2 separate regions of the Sus scrofa genome follow, and region 1 is linked to region 2. A link is a contact called in public HiChIP or PLAC-seq data. All regions are on one chromosome and are shown on one strand. Each heading gives the region's core, a stretch centred on a gene start, on an enhancer-like site or on the middle of the called end of the contact. The rest is flanking DNA. Distances are from core to core; before and after follow the strand shown. Region 1 has its middle 70 kb from the start of LSM3. Region 2 overlaps SLC6A6 (solute carrier family 6 member 6).

What was found. HiChIP or PLAC-seq counts read pairs in DNA pulled down with a chosen protein or histone mark.
Region 1: an H3K27ac HiChIP or PLAC-seq map of alveolar macrophages shows a contact between it and region 2. The contact joins two enhancer-like sites. A contact is called at or near these places in 1 of 5 promoter capture datasets (liver), 35 of 47 Hi-C or Micro-C datasets (adipocytes, adipose tissue, alveolar macrophages and 18 more) and 2 of 2 datasets of contacts at active chromatin or transcription factors (alveolar macrophages and skeletal muscle).

The regions. Positions count from the first base shown.
Region 1 is chr13:70,276,841-70,279,540 of Sscrofa11.1, forward strand. No RefSeq gene overlaps it. Among named protein-coding and RNA genes, the nearest start is that of LSM3, 70 kb to the right of the region's middle. Within about 2 kb of position 1,426, at least 9 of the 83 cell types and tissues checked have an H3K27ac peak or open chromatin away from gene starts, as enhancers often do. A contact at or near this core is called in alveolar macrophages, where this site is marked.
Region 2 is chr13:70,116,066-70,118,765 of Sscrofa11.1, forward strand. All of the region lies in intron 4 of SLC6A6 (solute carrier family 6 member 6), which reads right to left. Among named protein-coding and RNA genes, the nearest start is that of SLC6A6, 16 kb to the right of the region's middle. Within about 2 kb of position 1,391, at least 7 of the 83 cell types and tissues checked have an H3K27ac peak or open chromatin away from gene starts, as enhancers often do. A contact at or near this core is called in alveolar macrophages, where this site is marked.

The DNA of each region.
Region 1 (2,700 bases), core at 176-2,675, 160 kb after region 2:
TTGTACATTTTCAGGACTCTGGAAGCTAATGAGGTCTTCCAGATGGACATCTGAACACCAAGATCAGGAAGGACAGAATAGCCAGGAGTTCTCCACAGGTCCCAGTCTCTGCAATCCCAGATCCAATCACTTCATTGCCAGGCGGGAATGAAGAGCAGAAACTGGGGCTCTAAGTAGGTAGTGATTTGAAAGACACCCAGAAAGCCAGCCCTTCCAGATACTGTCCTCACTGGCTGGCCATACACCCTGGAGATTGCAACATGCTGTAGGAAACACGTGTTACTTGTGAGGGAGAACATCTGTTTACACAAATCACTCATTTGCCTGTTAATATGAGGGGGCATGGGTTAATTAACCCTTCAACTTAGCTAGCACATAGGAGGCGCTCCCAGGAAGGAGACAGGAAGAGTAGTGCTGGTAAAGAGAACAGCAAGAGCTGGTGTGAGGAGGCCTGGTTGGGGTCCCACTGTTGGAAGCCCTGAGCATCATGGGGCCCCAGGGGGTCTCAGGACACCAGGGAAGGAGAGACAGAAGGAAGGAGTAGGAAGAGCCTCCAGGTCCCCCACCCAGCAGGGTTCCTGCAAGTTACCTTTTCAGACTGAAATTTCCTCCTCTGCTGGAGAAAAGACCTGAGGCAGAGCCCTCCACGTGAGGGTCCTGGGAGTCCAGGACCCCCTAAGTCTAATCTTCCAAGATTTTCATGGAGTCCAAGAATTGTGAGAATATATTATTAAATATTGTCTTCCCATGGTATTTTTGAAAATTAATCAAAGATATTGTAGCTCAAAGGCTCTGTTTCTAGGCTCCAAGAGTTTAAAATTTGATGTTCTCCAGGGTCCAAGCTTTTAAATTCAGTCCTTATGAGACTGCATGAATCCATCATATTTTCTCACCTAGACCCATAGCTGTAACCTCATAACCGCAGTGAAGTCAATGATTTGTTTGTGTGCTATCTGTACTATGATTTTTCTTTAAACTTAAAATTTAAATTAAAATTTAAAACCTTTATTTTAACCTAACCTTATTCTAAATAACAATAGTATCTGTGAAACCATGGATCGGATGGAAAAAAAAAACCCTGCTATTTTTCTAAAAACATCCCAAAGAAGCTTTGGTAATGTAGGTCCCGGCGCTCCCAGAAGCCATCTCAGTCACCATGAGCAATTTGGATACCACATTTCAGAAGCTACTGTCTAAAGTGCCAGCCCCTTATTCCTCAGGGAAGGAAGCATAGAAACATCTGCTTGCAAGTGGGAAGCAGGTCGCCTGTAGGGCAGTGTTTGGGCACTGAGAATATGAGGTCCACCCACCCATGGGTCTCAGAGGAAGGCTGTGCAGTCCTGCTCTGGGTGGAGGTCACAGTTGGGAGGCTGAATGCCCTCCTGCTCAGCTCTCAGGTTTGAGACCAGTGGGCTGGAACCACTGGGGGACACTGTGTAACATCACCATCTAGTGGCCAAAATGCAAAAGCTCCGAGGAAAGAAGCAGAGATGGGATAGCTCCTGGATTTGAAAAAGGTGTAGACCAACCAAGACAGATGACTGAGAGACAAAGCAATCTGCAGCTGATCAGTACAGAAACAGCTTAAGTGTCCATCCAATGGAGCACTGGTTAAAAAATCATAGTATATTACACGGAATAGTATGCAGGCATTGCCAAGGAGGTTATTGAGATATGTTGCTAATGTTGAAAGATGCTCCACTGAGTGGGGAAAAAGAGCATGAATCAAAGCAACTCCATACAACCTGTGTAAGTGAGAATATAAATCCACTTTGGGTCCATCTAGGAGAGAATGTCTGATACTCCCCATCTTCCCTGTGGCAATAAATGGACCTCATTCACACAGCTGCTCAAGCCAGAAACCCAGCATCTCTTAGCCCCTTTCCCCCACCCTTACACCCACTCCAGTTTCCCTGCTTCTCTCCCTCTCCGTGGCTACCACCTTGGGCAGACCCAGCATCACCACTGCTTCTCCACCCCACAGCCAAGAGAGATGTCCTGAATGACAGCCAGACCATCCTGCCTGCCCCCTAACCTGATTAAAATCTTCCAGCAGCTTCCCGACTCACATAGGATACAAGCCAACTCCATTGGCCTGGCCTTCAGGCCTCTGCCAACCTCTTCCCACAGCCATGACCCTCTTTCACTCTGTTCCTGCTCCCTGAGCTGCTGTCACTTGTCACTCAGAACCCCTGAGTCTTCGCATGTGCTGGCTCCCTACCCTGAGACACTCTTGGCTCTGCTGCTCTCCAAATTTCCACTCGGAGTTCAGGCCTGGGAACAGAGTCACCTTCCTAGAAGTAATGGGATTTCGTCTTTGTATTTTCTGATTTGTTTGGTAACAAGTATTATTTTGATATCATCAGAAGAAAGTCAAATTATATTCATTTTAAAATAAAGTCAAATTTATTGACTACTGGCAGACGATGAGTTAAAGAAGGGGAAGGTCTGTGTGGGCTGGAAGCCTGGGGAAGGTTTCCAGGGAGGTGAGGATTGGAGGAATGGAAACATTAAGCATGGGAAAGAGAACAATATTCCAGAAAGGAAAACTGTGAACCAAGGCATGGAGCAGGGCAGGGGCAACTGGAGGAGATTTTATCTGCCTGGCATGTTTAATTCTGGTGGCAAACCCTCTTCTGCTCTCAGGATCCACCCTTCCCACATTCTCAGACCATGTGTTCCAGCGAGGCTGATTCTCGG
Region 2 (2,700 bases), core at 141-2,640:
ACTCCAAGTGCAGGAACTTTCATATACACCCTTGGAATAGGTTTCATTACTATCTCCTTAAAGGTGAGGAAACCAAGGCTCAGAGAGCCCGTCATTTGCCCGTAGGTCACACAGCACTTAAGTGGTAGAGTGGGGACATCCCCAGAGCCTCCTCTAGTAGCAAGAGCACAGCAGTAAAAAGCCCTTCAACGTCTGGCAGTTTGTTCAATCCTCCCAAAGACCACAGGGAAGCCGGCCCCCCAGAGGCCTCCAGGGCTTGGGCTGGAATTCAGGCTCAGCAACAGGCTTGCAGTGAGACCTTGGGCAAGTTACTGCCCTTTCTGGGCTTCATTTCCCCACCTGGGAGGGCTTGGGCCAGATGGGCTCTAAGGTTCCCCCTAGTCTTGCCACTCGGGCGAGAGGGGTGGAATCGCTGAGGGGCAACTGGGACCACCCAGACGGGGGTTTGTAGCCACCTCTGCACTCTCCCAGCGGGATGGCATGGCCTCAGCCCCCTGCTCACACTAGCAGCGGCCCTCTTCCCGCCTCTCCCCTGGGCCTCAGTTTCCCCAGCCGCCCTTCCTGTCTTCTCCGGGGCAGATGTGGAGGGTGAGGGTGGGTCAGGAAGCCATAGATGGGGAGAAAGAAGAAAGAGGACCAGTCTGCAGGCCGTTCCTCCCTTCCTGCGGACAGGCCCCGCCTGGGAAGACAATGGCTGCTGACAGCAGGCTGAGCAAGGGCGGCCACTTCAAAGCTGGCGGGCCCCCACGCTGGGTGATCGGCTGTGGCCAGAGAGCTTTGTGTCAGGGACAGGACACCTCCGGGGTGGGGGTGGCTTCCCTAGTTTCCACGTATTTAATTTGTTTCACAAGCACTTATGCAGCCAGGCGCTATGCTAACAGCTTTATGCATGTTAACTCATCCTCTTGGCTCAAGGTAGGACTGTTACCAGCTGCCTGTCTAGATGAGGAAACTAAGGCCCAGCAAGGTGACATCAGCTGCCTGGGGTCCTAGGGGCAGTAGGTGGCAGAGGTGGGATTTGGTCCAGGCTGGCTGGCTTCAGGCGTGTGTGTGAGTGTGAGTGTGAGTGTGTGTGTGTGTGTGTGTGTGTGTGTAGACATCTGTTCTTCCCCAAACACACAACAGGACAGCCCACCGGGTCACACCACTCAGCTGCTTCTTTGGAAAGACACCCTTGTTTTGCACAATTTTCCACTGAGGATAAGTCCCTGAGAGCCATTCTCTCAGCTTCTCTATGACTCCCCCGGGATCCTCGCGGGAAAGCGGCTGGTGCCAGCCGCCGCCAGTGGGCCTCTGGCAGGGGCCCAGCAGGCTTTGCCACAGGACATGGTATTTTTCCACTCTTGCTGGCAAACCTCTGTGGTTCCTCTGAGCCCTCGACCCAAAAGCCCTGTGGCTCAATTGCCCTGGAAACTTGCAAAGACACGGCTTCCTCATTCCCTAGGGTTGGTGGGGAGAGGGTGGCCGGCCAGGCAGGAGAAAGATGGGGCTGGTCTCCTGAGCTTCCTCTGTGGGGAAGGCCTGGGCAGCACAGGTCCCACATCCCAGAGACTCAGGGCCGTGGGTCTGTGCCCTGTACTTGGGTGGGTCCCCAGAGTCCTCGCAGCACCCTGTGTGTGTGGGTGGGGCATCGCTGACTCATTTCATACAAGGTGAAATCATGGCGCAGAGGTGGGAAGGGACTGGCACCTTGTCATGAGAGCTGTGGGGTAGAGCTGAGATCCCAAACCAGGTCTGGCCCTGCCGGCTGCCCCTGCTGGTTTCTAAGTATGGCACCGAGGTGCTGCCCTGGAAGCTGGTGATAGAGAGGCCAGGTGGGATCCCATCCCCCTGGCATCCATAGGGCTACACTGCCCATGTAAAGGACTGGGCCTCACACCCAGCAGAGCAGGGACAGGCAGCATCAGCCCCGCACAGGCTGACGGCGGAGAGCAGGAGATGGGGAGGAGGTGGAAGGAGGATGCAGGGCACTGAGGTTGAGAGCTGGGCTGCCCGGGATCAAATCTCAGCTTGGCCACTAACAAGCTGTGTGACCTTGGGCAAGTTAATTAACCTCTCTGAACCTCCATTTCCCCATCTGTAAAATGGTAGTAGTAGCCATACATACCTCAGACATGAGGAGATTAAATGAATTAATAATGAGAACAGTGTCTGACACACATGTGCCACAGTGTTTGCTGCCTTTATCATGATTTGTTGAATGAATTAAGCCACAGCATATTCTGGGCCGAGTTTTAGACCCTCAGAAGGCTATTACAAAAGAAGGAACTGAGACCCAGAGAGGCAAAGTGACCTGAACTGGGAATCTGAGCCCCCCAGGTCTGGGTGCTCCCTCCTTTCACCCCTTACAGGACCAAGGTCAGCCACTAGAGCAAGGCTGTGGCCAGGATGAGGCCCATCCTGCTGACCGTGGGCCCAGCCCCCCACAGCAGCCATGAACCTGGTCTTTGGCCAGGGCTGGAAGTCAGGGTGGGTGGGGGGCGGGCAGGCTGTGGCTTGAGGAAGTCCCCCCAGCCTCAGTGTGTTTGTCTTGGCTTCTCCAGGCTGGCCCTGGCTCTGCTATTGTTCTGGGAACCACACCCACCCCTGGGGGCCTGGGGCCTGTCTCTGGGGGCAGGCAGAGGGATCTCTAGGCAGTCACGTCTTCACCCCGCCAAAGGTGCAGCCTGGCACCCTCTCCTTTTCACTTTGACTATGTTC